3 separate regions of the Mus musculus genome follow, and all the other regions are linked to region 2. Evidence: chromatin contacts called from public ChIA-PET and Hi-C data. All regions are on one chromosome and are shown on one strand. The core of a region is the stretch at or near the end of the contact, and the rest is flanking DNA. Distances in the headings are between cores, read along the strand shown. Region 1 has its middle 61 kb from the start of Klhl25. Region 2 overlaps Akap13 (A kinase (PRKA) anchor protein 13). Region 3 overlaps Sv2b (synaptic vesicle glycoprotein 2 b).

Evidence for each region. Hi-C and Micro-C count contacts between places; a contact is called where the count stands out from the background. ChIA-PET counts read pairs in DNA pulled down with a chosen protein or histone mark.
Region 1: an RNA polymerase II ChIA-PET map of effector CD8 T cells shows a contact between it and region 2, with 27 read pairs. The contact joins two enhancer-like sites. A contact is called at or near these places in 2 of 115 datasets of contacts at active chromatin or transcription factors (effector CD8 T cells and memory CD8 T cells).
Region 3: a contact with region 2 is called in a Hi-C map of pre-B cells, with 6 times the contacts expected there. The contact joins two enhancer-like sites. A contact is called at or near these places in 1 of 39 promoter capture datasets (hippocampal neurons), 24 of 484 Hi-C or Micro-C datasets (B cells, CD4 T cells, CD8 T cells and 16 more) and 5 of 115 datasets of contacts at active chromatin or transcription factors (T-cell acute lymphoblastic leukemia, acute myeloid leukemia, bone marrow-derived dendritic cells and 2 more).

What each region holds. Positions count from the first base shown.
Region 1 is chr7:75,907,442-75,911,953 of GRCm38.p6, forward strand. No RefSeq gene overlaps it. Among named protein-coding and RNA genes, the nearest start is that of Klhl25, 61 kb to the left of the region's middle. RefSeq lists an enhancer at 2,542-3,241. Within about 2 kb of position 3,055, at least 92 of the 459 cell types and tissues checked have an H3K27ac peak or open chromatin away from gene starts, as enhancers often do. A contact at or near this core is called in effector CD8 T cells and memory CD8 T cells, where this site is marked.
Region 2 is chr7:75,572,832-75,577,262 of GRCm38.p6, forward strand. All of the region lies in intron 3 of Akap13 (A kinase (PRKA) anchor protein 13), which reads left to right. Among named protein-coding and RNA genes, the nearest start is that of Akap13, 120 kb to the left of the region's middle. Within about 2 kb of position 2,755, at least 221 of the 459 cell types and tissues checked have an H3K27ac peak or open chromatin away from gene starts, as enhancers often do. A contact at or near this core is called in effector CD8 T cells, memory CD8 T cells, pre-B cells and 1 more, where this site is marked.
Region 3 is chr7:75,132,554-75,137,064 of GRCm38.p6, forward strand. It overlaps Sv2b (synaptic vesicle glycoprotein 2 b), which reads right to left. Exons shown (of 13, transcript NM_153579.4): 9 at 3,745-3,909. Among named protein-coding and RNA genes, the nearest start is that of 4930533N22Rik, 100 kb to the left of the region's middle. Within about 2 kb of position 2,963, at least 13 of the 459 cell types and tissues checked have an H3K27ac peak or open chromatin away from gene starts, as enhancers often do. A contact at or near this core is called in pre-B cells and uterus, where this site is marked.

The DNA.
Region 1 (4,512 bases), core at 1,805-4,304, 330 kb after region 2:
GACTCTGGGCCAGAGGGCAGTCATCCTGCCCTACACAGGTTAAGAGCAGGGTGGCAGTCCACTTGGCAGCCCTAGGAGAGTGGTAAGGCCGGGTCAGTGTAGGGTGGTGACAAGCCATACATAGTGCTTCTGCCTGAAAACAGGGTTCTCTGTGTATAACCAAATGCTCATTTCTGGAGGGTGCCCCTCTGTAGGCGCATGCGTTTGAACACTTCATCCCTAGCTGGTGACGCTATTTTGGGAAAGTTTGGAATGGGATCTTTACTGTTAGCGTTAAAGCGTTAAAGCTCGTTTGGTGGTAAATTCCCACTAGCACTGATATGGGGCCACCGCTTGTCTTTACTTCCCTCCACTCTTGTTTTGCTGCAGAAAGATGGATATGGCCAATGGATGCGTTATATCCTCGGCTCATCTACATACGTGATGCATTCAAGAATCATACAATTTATCTTTTCTTTTTTACAATTTTTTATTAGATATTTTCTTTATTTAAATTTCAAATGTGATCCTCTTTCCTAGTCTCCCTCCGAAAGCCCCATTCCTTTATCTCCTCCCCCCTCCCCCTGCTCACCAACCCACCCACTCCTGCTTCCTAGCCCTGGCATTCCCTACACTGGGGCATAGAGCCTTCATAGGACCGAGGTCCTCCTCTCCCATTGATGACCAACTAGGCCATCCTCTGCTACATAGGCAGCTAGAGCCATGAGTCCCACCATGCGTTTTCTTTGATTGATGGTTTAGTCCCAGGGAGCTCTGGGGATACTGGTTAATTCATATTGTTGTTCCTCCTATGGAGCTGTAAACCCCTTCAGCTCCTTGGGTCCTTTCTCTAGCTCCTTCATTGGGGACCCTATGCTCAGTCCAATGGATGGCTGTGAGCATCCACTTCTGTATTTGTCAGGCACTGGCATAGCCTCTCAGGAGACAGCTATATCAGGCTCCTGTCAGCAAGCACTGGTTGGCATCCACAATAGTGTCTGGGTTTGGTGATTGTATATGGAATGGATCTCCCGGTGGGCAATTTATCTTTTCTAAGTGCTTTGATGAAGAGATAGCTGATTCACGACACACATACCACCTGTAGTGGTTCTGTCCAATGTTAGCATGTCTGTGTTTCTGGAGCTTAAAGCCTTCATTTTCATCTTATATATGACATGCCTCAAATAGGCCAGGCTCTTTAGAGTGATAGACCTTGGTTGACAGATTATCTATCCTTTGGAGATGTTCACTAAAGGTTTCTCTTTATGGCTTGTGTCACAAGCTGCCATTCCTCAGGGGAAGAGGAACAGGCAGAAGAGCAGTGGCCTGGACCTGAAAGTGGTCCCCTGTTGTACAGATGGGCAAAGCATTCCCTGTGTGAGTTTCAGCTGCACACACAAGTGGATTCGGTGCATGCAAGGGCTGCTAAAGACCCCGAGGACAGGTTGTTCCCAGTCCCATCCTAGCCAGACAGCACTGCACGAGTCCTCTGGAATCTGGGTATGCAGAGGCTAAGAGATTTTGAATTTATAGAATCAACTCCCTGTTCCATGAAGAAATGAATGTGCTTCTCATAGAAACAGAGTACGGATACGTTATTATGAAAATATCTCTCCCATGCCAAGAGACTAGACCTTTTGTTGAGACTCACAATGGAGTTAATAGTGGAGCTGAGGTCGCTTAGTACTCAAGGCTGACACCCTGCTGTGTAACCCACCTTTGAGAGAACAGTGTCACAACCAACCTTACTCACCTTGAATTTCCCGTGTAGTCGTCATTGAGCACCTAAACTAAGGCCTAGCTGAGATCTTAAGTTATGCACTCTTTCAGGTCCCAGACCCAGAGAGCCATGCATGTTTGTTTGTACTCGTGCTGTGATAGTCATGTGCTGAAAACTGAATAGGTTAAAAAAAAAAAAAAGACCTTATACCAAACATCTGCCGTAAGTGTCAGCAGCAGCAGATACTGCTTGATCTATTTGCAGTTCTGTCAGCAATCTGGGTAAGTTGGAGTAAATAAATTAATTCCTTGTAAAACTCTGTTAAAAATTTCCATAAAGTATCCCACAGTCTTTCCTCACATGACACTTCCTGTGCTGTTGAAATAAAGAGCAAAGCCCTTTGTTATGGACAGACAGGTCAGCCAGTGCTCGTGTAGGCACCGATCAGACACATTTGACTACAGATAGGGGAGAAATGACAAGCTAGAGAGAGAGGGAAGACAGAGAGAAGTGGAAATCTTAAATCTGGACTCTGTCTTGGTCAAACTTTCTTAATGTATCACAGGCATATATCGGTGACTTCTGAGTTCATCAAGGGTGCATTTAACTGTCATGAAACAGATTATTGGCTGAATAAATGGACCAATGGCACAGGGAGGCTCACTTATTTCTGGTCCTCTGAGTGTTGCTTGCTATTATCCCTGTATGCGTGACTGCAGTGATTCCTGACTTACTGAGAGCCACACATGGGATAGTCATGCTGAGCATCCTGAACATCAGATGGGCTGCTGTTTGATGTGTTCTGTGGGAAGAAAAAGGCTTTGAAGAGCTTGATGTGGGTGGGCAGATCTCTCAAATAATAAAGGACTTTCAAGATAGCTAGTGGAGCCAAGCCAAACTAAACCAAGCCAAGCCAAACCAAGCCAAACCGAATGCAAACTCAAACCCAACACACCTGTTCCTTCCCATTCAAGGTCTTAAGGTTTACGGGCGGCAAAATCATTACTATGCCACTAGATGGCACTGCTAACCCACACTTGCTTGACTGAACGGGTTTCTATGGTAACAAGCTTACAAATTTATGGGAGAGAATTGGCCTTGTCCTCTGGCCTGTGTGTGTGTGTGTGTGTGTGTGTGTGTGTGTGTGTGTGTGTGTGTGTATGGGTTTGAGTGTTCAGAAGCCTGATGTCTGCACAGGGACTGTTGACGTAGCGCTGTCAAAGAGACAGAGAATCAAGTAAACATTCTACTGTGTACGGAAGGGAGAGCAGAGAAAGCACTGCTCCTAATGCCTGGTGGCTCTCGGACTGAGATCTTTGATGCACGTAGCAAGGAAGTGGCTCTGAAGCAGGCTGGGAGCCGAGTAGGCTGCGGTCTGCATTTGCTCTTGAGTGAAAGTCATTGTAGTAGCTCAGGCAGGGGTGTGTGTGGGAGCTGCTTGAACTGACAGTGTCCTGTGGAGGCAATGCTGGGAGTCATTCCATCTGCCCACACATCCAGCCCTCTCCATTGCTGGATGTATAGACATTCATGGTGTCCCTCTCTTGGAAGTGGGCATCTCACGCTCTCTGTATAAGATGCGTTTCCGGAATATGGTGCTGTCAGCATGTCATCAAACGACCACACTTTTCTCTGCTGCTCCCTACCCTGAAGCTGCTGCTTGGGTTTCTAGAGCTAGGCAGGAAGTACTTCTCATGCGCACGAGAATTCTGGGGTGCCGTGCATGGGGCGGCCAGGGGAGTGAAGGCACCCACTGGGGATCCAGTTTCTCAGTGGCAAGGGAGCTTGTGGGCAGACCTTCTGTGTGGGTCCTAATGGAGCCCTGAGTCCCAGGATGGAACCAGAGCAGTGTGCTCATGTCATAGGCTTGGTAGCAGTGGTTGGGCCAGGTCATCTAGATTTAGAATTTGTGCTGCTTGTTTTTTTTTTTTTTTTTTTTTTTGATGATTCTAGTCTATATACTTATATGAGACATTGAGACATTATTTAATTTTAGATTTTAGCCCTCTTAGAGGAAAGAGAAGAAGAGGATGGAGTCAATACAAGAATTCTACAATGAAAACCCCATCATTGGAGTTTAGTCTGGGTAACTGTTATGGCTATTTTCTAGAATAGTTTAAAAATGGAAATATCTTGAAATAACATCAGAATGACAGGAAAGTTAGAAGACTATGAAATTTGTCATTTATTTTTCTCCCATCCTGCCAAAAGTTAGCCCCTTCTTGTATGATACAGGTAATTTTTCTGGTATTTAAGTTTTTCTCTTGTGAGACAGTGCCTTGGTATCTATCCCCTACTTCTTGTCATGGGCACCTTCTTGCCTCAGTTTCCTAAGTGCTGGGGGTATGGGAGTGGGACACCTTGCATGGCTCAAAGGTATGTAGTTGCTTAAGTGACATTTAAAAAAAAGTATGATATGACATCTCCTTGTGTTTAATTATTTTAATCACACTTTACTAAGAACAAGAAAATTCTCTCATAAAACTACATTACAATTATCAAAGGCAGGAAACTGGGCTAAGGAGGTCGCTCTGTTAGCAAAGGGCTTGGCTTGCGAACATGAGCACCAGAGTTTATGCCTCAGAATCAGTAAGACGTTGGGTGTGGTGGTGATGCCAATAATCCCAGTCTTAGTTAGGGTTTTACTGCTCTGAACAGACACCATGACCAAGACAACTCTTATAAGGACAACATTTCATTGGGGCTGGCTTACAGGTTCTGAGGTTCAATCCAATATCATCAAGGCAGGAGTATGGCAGCATTCAGACAGGCATATTTTTTTTCTTTACCCATATTTCCTCAACGATAATATC
Region 2 (4,431 bases), core at 1,505-4,004:
GTTATAAGCGTCCTCCTCTTCTAATGTTCGTCTTTTGTGGGAAAAGGTATTTTGAGAGGATCTCGTTGTCACCACCCTGTCCCACCTTTGAGCACTGAGATTACATGGGTGAGCCACCAGGACTGACTTATTTTCTCCTTTGTGTGTGTGTTTCTGATAAGAATCTTACAGTAAAAGGAGATTATAAAGCAGGACGATTAGGCGGCTAAGACCGTCCTCCGCCACTTAACAAGTTTGAGAATGATCCAGGCTATATGAAATCCTGATTCAAAAGGAAAAGGGAAACTATAAAGAAGTTATAAAGGCTTTTAAAGCAGTTTTTATTGCTTTCCTTTCTTCTATTGAAGTCTGGAGATATAATATAGTTCATCTTGAGATAAATAGCATAGAGACTCGTCTACTTTTTATGTTTTTGGATATTTGAATGCCTTATAAAGCGCATACTATGTATGGTATATAGTGACATTTAATGAAAATATTTCAAAGACTTTGAAACAATTTCTTATTCTTAAAATTAAACTCATCTTTACAGTAATTAACATTAGAGACTGGCCGCAATTCATAATAAAATGCTCCATTCAAAATAACTTTGAGGCTAGAGGGAGTCAGAAGGTAAAAATGCTTGTTATACAAGTCTGACTACCTGAGTTTGCTCTCTGGAATCCAGGATGGGAAGAGAGACTTGGCTTCCATACGCAGCCTTCTGACCTTCCTCAGCATCCCTGCTTTCTCCTCCTCCAGTAATAGAAAGTGAACAAAATTTAGAGACTTTCAAATGGCTGCTTGAAGAATATCATTTCAGTTTTATTGAGCCATCTATCTTAAAGGTATCTTAGGATGTGTAACAAAGTTTGGGGGTTCACTTTTACTAGGCAGTTTAGACAACGCAAATTATGATTTTATCATTTACAAATGGAATAGGGATTAGTATGTTCAGTACACTGTGTTGTGAAAGGCTTTGGTATAGGCTATTTCTAAAATCAAATCATTTTAGTTTATCTATTAATATATTTCTAGAATCAAAACAAAGGCTTCTGTTTGGTAGTAAAATTACAAATTTTCACTGATGTCCAATTAGACTCAACACTTACACACTTTTCTCTTGTTTCGTATTTATCCAGGATAGCTGGCCATGTAAGGATAGCTGGCCATGTAAGGTAGTTTCATTGTGAAGTGAAAAGAAAAAAAAAAATCTATTATATTTACAGGTACCTTTTAGCTAATGAAAACTTAGAGCTTAAATCTTACAAAGTAGTCCTATGTTTATAGCACCATGTAATTTTTATTTCTTGTGAGCCAAGACACTCTTTAGGAGCAAGGGTTGGTTATCAAATCAAGAAGTATTTTGAAATAAAAAGCTACGAGCTTTTAATTTGCACAGTCAAGAATTCTTATAATTTCCCTTAAGTTATCAGTTACTATTTCAAACTGAACACTTTATAATAGTCTATGTAATCCAAGTATAAGATAATATCTTTTTTTTTCTTTCCATTTTTTATTAGGTATTTAGCTCATTTACATTTCCAATGCTATACCAAAAGTCCCCCATACCCACCCACCCCCACTCCCCTACCCGCCCACTCCCCCTTTTTGGCCCTGGCGTTCCTCTCTTTCCAGTGATGGCCGACTAGGCCAATAAGATAATATCTTGACAGCTTTGAGTTTGTCTATTGAGTTTGTTTTAAAAAAATCAAATAATGGAAAAATTTTAAAAAATAAAAATTTGGGAAAAAAAATCAAATAATGCAGTTCATATAAGGGCTGCCCTGGAAAAGCAAACCAGGAAGTAGTTGAAGAGAGGAAAAAGTGCCCACCTGTGTGGCTAGCAGTGATGATGCTGTGTTAGATATCATTTCTACATCTTGTACCCGTGAGCACTGCACCGTAATCCTAGGGTGTTACAGCGTGACTGATAGATAATAAATCAGTGTAAATTGGATCTTGGTGTGTGTGGGGCGGGGGGGGGGGTTCTTATTCTTCGCATACAAAGTATACACACACGTAAACAAACCTAAGGCATATCAATGAGACTCAAGATTCTACTAGGTAGAGGTTGAATAGGGAAAAGCTAAAAATGGTTTCTAGGAGTAATGAAAATAGGAAAAAGGGTTGGAAAGCACTGCTTTCAAGGTTTAGGCTAGAATACAGAAATCACGCTGTAGAGTTCAATAGCCTGCCCTTTTTCACAGTACACATGATGGGGTTCTAAGTTTGCTGTTGTATTTTTCTTTGTTTTTGTGTTTTGTCCCTCACTGTTATTCCCCTGCATGTAGAGACATTCTATAAATGCATCAAATTCGTTTGCCCGCCCTTAGTCTGCAGGATCTAGCAGTGTGGTCTTGTCTGTTTATTTGATCCTCTCTGGAGGGGGTGGAGAGCAGTCTGCAAACTGAGCATTTCACTTTTACTGTTCCAGAGGAAGAAAACCACATCAGGTTCTTAAACACGTCTATGATAAACTGAGTAGTAAATCTAGTTTATATCCCATTGCTGACTAATAGAGTCTCCTCTTTCTGTGTGGGATTGGCCTGGGCTGGTCCAGTAAGCGCTTTTAGGGTACTTTTTTAGATCGATGATAAAAACAAAGGCCGGATTGTTTTAGTCTCCGAAGAAGAGATGGCCCAGGGTGGGATGTGTTCCACTTTTAGCTTAACAGGAAATGAAGTAATTTTTGGGTCATAGTTCAGTACTTTTGTTTATTTGTAGCAGTTTTGCGTTTCCATGGGTGCAGATGCTTTAGACAGTGATAAAATGCTTGCAGGGAAAGAAGCCTGCAGGGAGGCTCTCCCAACCTCAGGCACACGTACTTTTGACCCACAGGGCCTAGGATTTACTGAGTTTAAGAAGACTGTTAACCTTAGATAACTTGCTTCTTACCTGGGTGCTTCTGGGTGCTTTTTGTTTAAGTCTTTTCTCCTGTTGTTTTTATTTTTATTTTTATTTTTTCAGTTCTGCAGTGCTAATAAAGTTGTTAGTTGTCCTACAGGCTTGCTGGCTTGTGAAACACTTTGTCAAGATTTAGTGATCTATTTTTCTGTGTGATACTTAAACAACAGTAGTGTTTTGAGTATAACTACCAGTTCCTGGTGCCTGTTTGCCATGTGCTTTGTGTGGTGCCTGCTGATATTTTCAATACTTCTGTAAGGTTGATGGTATCATTTTATGGTCAGAGAAAGGCTTCAAGGCTGGGTGTGTGTTAGGATGACCACACCTTTCTGCAAGAGAACTTGGCACACAAATCTACTGTTTCCTTCATTATTCCCTGTAGATTACTTGGTGGGTAACAGATCCTTCAGACCTCATACTTATGTTCTGTTTTCATTGTAAACAAAATTGACACTGCAGGGTCCTAAAATGCACTTAAACTTAGGACTTTCTCCCCTCAACAGTTTCTGGGAATTTTGTTTCTTTCTGAATCCTATAGGATAGCTTCTTTTAGAAATTGAGTAAAATTTCAGTACTTTTCCTTTAAAAAAGAAATAGCTCTGCTTATGTTCCTCTTGTTACCAGGAAATTGAGTGGAAACAAAAACACCATGGAAACTAGTTGAAAATTGTTGCTATTGCACTTCCCTACTACAACTTCTGTTTTTATTGTATTAAATTTGCTATAATTTCCCATCCTGTCTTTGTACTGTAGCTTTAGACTAAGGCAGACATAAGATTAATATTCCTCCTCCTCCAGCCGTAATCTGTCTAGAGCAAGCTTACAGTGAGTCTTACCTGTGCTTCTACACTGAGACCAGTTTTATTCCTAGATGTATATTACACAACCCTTAGTTTTAAACAATGGTAACCCCTTTATTTTTCATTTTATTTGAAAAGACACAGGGACTAAAAACTAATCTTGAGCTTGATAGTGATACTCTGCCAATCTTGAGTGTTTTGGCCACACGGTAGGTACTTAGTACTTTTTTTAGAGTTGTCTTTTATTTTATATATTTGCTTGTTTTGCCTGCATATATATATGTGTACCACTTATGTGCATATGGAGGTATCTTAGTTACTTTTCAGTTCTGTAAGAGTACCATGACCAAGACAAACTTAGAGAAGAAAGATTTTATTTGGGGCTTACCGTTTCAGAGGCTGAGTCTGAGTCTGTGATTATCATGAAGGGAGGCATGGGAGCAGGCAGGTAAGCATGGTGCTGAAGTAGTAGCAGAGAACTCACATTTTGATCCACAAGGAGGAGGCAGAGAGAGCTGACTGGCAATGCCATGGGTTTTTGAAACCTCAAAGCCACCCCAGTGACACGCATCCTCCAATAAGGCCACATTTTCTAAATCTTTCTCAAACAGTTCCACCAACTGAAGACCACTTATTCAATCATATGAGCTTATGTGGACCTTTCTCATTCAAACCACCACATTTCACTTTCTGGCCTTAATATGCTTCTAACTATATCATAAAGCAAAATGCACTATAAGTCCAC
Region 3 (4,511 bases), core at 1,713-4,212, 440 kb before region 2:
AAAATGAGTTGTGTAGCTATGCTAGCCATCACCATAGCTGCAGCTACCTGAATAGGTCCGGCAAAGAGTGGATCCATAAACTGTCAGACAGAGAAGAGATCCACAAGCCCCGCCCTCCCTATGGGAGCTGTAGGCACTTGATGGCTCTAGGTGACAGAAAGCCATTGTCCTTAGTGACGTGGCCTCTGTGATTGGTCACTCTCCCACAGACAGCTTTGTGCACATGCCCAGGTTACACCCAGTGAGTCACCATGCAAAAACAAAATCAAAATGAAAAGCCACGAAACTAGAATAGAGACCTGGTAAGGAGGGGGATGATAGTGGGAGTGGAGTCAGAGGGGTAAGGGATGGAGGGAGGTGAATGTGCCTGGAATCTATTTTGTGCATTTATGAAATTGTCACAGAATACATGAATTTTGAAAAGAGTGTGATCCTAAACAAACAAAAAGAAGTTGTATAATAAGCATGTGCAAAGCAAGGAATGGAAGTGCACAGTTGTAATCCCAGCCAGAGGTGGAAGCAGGAAGATCAAGAATCCAAGAGCATCCTCAGCTACAAGGCAAGTTTGAGACCAGCCTGGCCTACACAAGGCCCTGTCTCAGAAAAACAATCGTAATAACAATTAATGTACATTATATATTTTAGCTGAAACGTGACACATACAGAAGACTGTCGTGCAATGCTTACAGATACAGAATTACACTGGAAAATACACAGAGGCATGCACAAATATATAGCACCAACTCCTGACAATGGTGGTCTGAAGAACGTAGCTTAGAGCGGTCTTTCTCAACCTTCCTAATGCTGTGACCCCTTAATACAGCTCCTCATGTGCAGACTCCCATCACACAATTATATCCTTGGTACTTCATAACTGTAACCTTGCTGAACCACAATGTAAATATCTGACGTGTAGGAGAGCCAATATGCAACCCCCAAAGGGGCTGTGAGCACAGGTTGAGAACCGCTGTTCTATGATACAGTGCATGCTTCATATGTAAGAGGTGCTGGCATCAACTCCAAGTAACTTCTCTTCACAAGAAGGAAACACGGTTCACAAAATGAGTACTTAAAACCTAAGCTAATGACCTAGACGTTATGGTTTATAAGGCTGAGTACCCCAAATAGTGTTGTCTGTATTATTCCCTAGTCTCTCAAAGTACAGAATATTCCACCATAAAAAGAAGGCAATAGTTCTTCAAAGGTGATAGGATTACAGAACCAATAATGAAGAAGAGTCTTAGGAGCTCAATTAGGCACAAAATAAGCCTCCGATAGTCAACAGGTTTCTTATGTATTTGCAATCATAAACCTTTTATTGGGAGAAAGAGATCCTGTTTTCAGTGCCCAGCAAAAATTACAAAGTGCCCAGAAAGACTGTCAAGAAGAATGTATACGTGACCCACACAAAGCAAGAAGTGGTACTGAGAAATTCTACCACATAGTTTAATATGTGTTCCATATGTGAACGGTAACCTTCAAGTGCAGGTTGTGAGACGGACAGCCCAGTATATTGCGGCAATTGCCTATGTTCACCACCTACTGTTGGCATTTGCAAGGGACTTTACTATATTGAAATTAGCCACCATTAGTGTTAAAACCCACATCTTATTTATGTGCTACTAAAAAGGGACCCTGGTGGCATCGTGACCTTTCACGCAGTGCATGGGATCCACCTTTGCTCACTGCCTGACTCTGCCTCCCCCTCTGCTTCCTGCCATGCTCCCAACCTCATTTAATGGTGAATCACGAGCCTCGTTTGCACTCTGAGCTACTCGCAGCTGACCTTTAATGGAAGCCCTGTTGACTTCATATGACTTTTTAATAAAAAGCCTTTCTATTCCTCAATGGCAAGTCACCTCTGTGAATGGAGGTGCAGTCCCACTGCAAACCCAACCCCAAGGGTTCAGAGTACAGCTTCAACTTCCCTTCTGCCAAAAAGAAAAATGGAAATCAGGTCATGGCTTCCTGAACTCTCACAGACAGGAATCAGGCACCTCTCCCTGGTATCCTTCCCCACACTAACCCACTCACAAGCGGGTGCTGTCTCCTTGAAGCAGTCCCATCAATTAGTTAGCTACTTAGTTAATACATACGCAGACGGGAGCCCAATCTTTCTCTTAATTACTAGTAAGGGTAACCTAACCTGGCATTTTGGCTAAGAATTATAAAATATGAATTTAATCCTTTGCCTTTCTTGCAATTTGAAAATCTCACAAACTCTGAGGCAAACACTATGTTGGAATGCAGAGAGCACTTATGTCCCATAAAATGTACCAGTGGCTGATCTCTTGGCGTGGGGCCAAAAGTGGCCTGTGCACTTTGATTTCTTCTTGAGGTCAAGGTTTCTCGGAAGGATAAGGATTGGCTTTCAGTGGGACCTACAGTACACGGAGGGAGTCTGAGGCCCTTCATTTTCGCCATGTGTTTACTCAGTAAAATAAAGCATTTTCGTCTACATTTTAAAGCAACATGTGCATGATGTCATGGGGCGGGGGGGGGGCGGGGAGGCAGGGGGACGGGGCGGGGGGGTGGAGGGGAATACAGGACAAAAAGGATGCCTAGGAGGATCAACAGCTTGGGGCTTGGAAAGAAGAGGTATTGTTATGTTCTGACCACCAGGTGGCAGCATAACACAAAAGACAAAAGCATGGTAAATTTTCAAATTTGTCCATGAAGACAGATACGTTTTGAATTCAATCAGCTTCAGAGGGGACCCCGTGACAGTGCCAATTTTGTGATAATGTGGTGGATAGGGAGTTAATGGCACTGGGAGCGATGTGTCTAAGCCATAGCACCTCCAGAAATTCCGCATAATTCTATGGTCACTCACCCACCACTTACCTCAGTGACCTTACTAGGTACAATTTCAGAGGGCAACTTCAAGGGGCCCATGCTATCCTGGAGAAAAATATGACCTGGAGCCTATCATATGTCCTGCCTTTGTCTGCTACTTCACCTCCAGGGGGCAGCCTCATAGAGGAGATGCAGCAGTCTAAACTCTCCACGTCATTTGTCCCGTACAGAGGGAGATGAGTCAAATGAACTGAGCAACCTCACAAAGACATAAGCAGAACCTTTCTAAAACTCCAGTGACTTCTCCCCTAAGAACAAGACTCCCACTGACCACAGAACATACTGGTCTACCTTCTGAGGTAGTATCATATGAAGAATAACAAAAATGAGTTTCATAATAGCACAGAGAAGCTTCCAGAATCAAAGGGAAAGCTCAACGACCAGGCCACAGATTTTTTTTTTGTTTTTGTTTTTGTTTTCAGGGACCTCAGCATTAAAAGTTGTGCATCCATTATTTCCCAGTGCAATGGCAAAGCCCGTGGTCACTCACACAATGACAGTCACATCCTAGGAGCTTGCTAAGCACAGTTCAAGCTCAAAAGAGGACACGCTCAGCCCAGTGGCACCAGATGGAATGTGGCTTTCTGTAGTACCCTTTCATCAAAGGATCAAGTTCTCAGAAAAGACAGACACATTGGTCACCTTCTACCAAATGTCATGTTATCTTATAGTCAGGGCACAAGGGGGGAACCTCAGGGGTGGGTACAGTACAGAGTCAGCCCTCAGGGGACTATAGTATCTCTAGCAGTAAGGATGGGTTGTGAGGGCCACTCTATCCTTGGAGTCCATCCTTAGTACACCGAGCTCTCAGCATCCCAATGCTCTCTTCCAAGGGAACCCCATTGACTGCCACTCAGGCCCAGGGGAAGCCCGTGGTTGCACACTTACTTATCGTTCACAAGCTTCCCATGTTGGTGGATCTGGTTTTCCATGGTAAAGTTGATCGTGGCGCCATGCACGTGCTCACCAAAAAACACCTTCATTTTAGACTTATATTCTTCATCCTGGAAATAGCGGATCATGTCGGGGAACCACACCGTCAGGCCGTAGTAACTGCAAGAGAGAAGGAGGAGAATCTAAAAGGCCCCCCCGGACTGGCTCATTCTTTCAGCAGTGGAATCTGCATCCATGACTTACTGTAGACCACAATTAATGTAGTAATCTGGTTCATTATTAGCAAATGGAAAACAAAATTCGTCACATTAGCACACCTAAAAGACGGAAGAAAATGATATTCTGATATGCACTTGATTAAAAGCTCACAACAACAAAGCCTACCAGTAGATTAGGGACTGGTGGGCCCTTTTCTAACCTATAGAAAACAGATCTTAACTCAAAAGCCAGAACTGTAGTAAAAGGAGACACGGTAAAGATATTCTCACTGGGTGAGGACCGCATGCTCCGCACTGCTGACTCGGCAGCACTTAGACAACCCGAGTAGATGAAAGACAGAAAAGAGGAAGGGGGCTGAGCAAAGAGGTCAGTGGATAAAGTGCTCACTGTGCAAGGTTGAGGGTGATTTTCAGATCCCCAGCTCCAGCATAAATCATAGGTAGACAAGATGGCCTGGAGAGGTAAGCACAGGGAATCCCCAGGACAAGCTGGCTAGCCAGACTAGACAAAATCAACAAGATCCAGGTTCAGTGACACCCTGC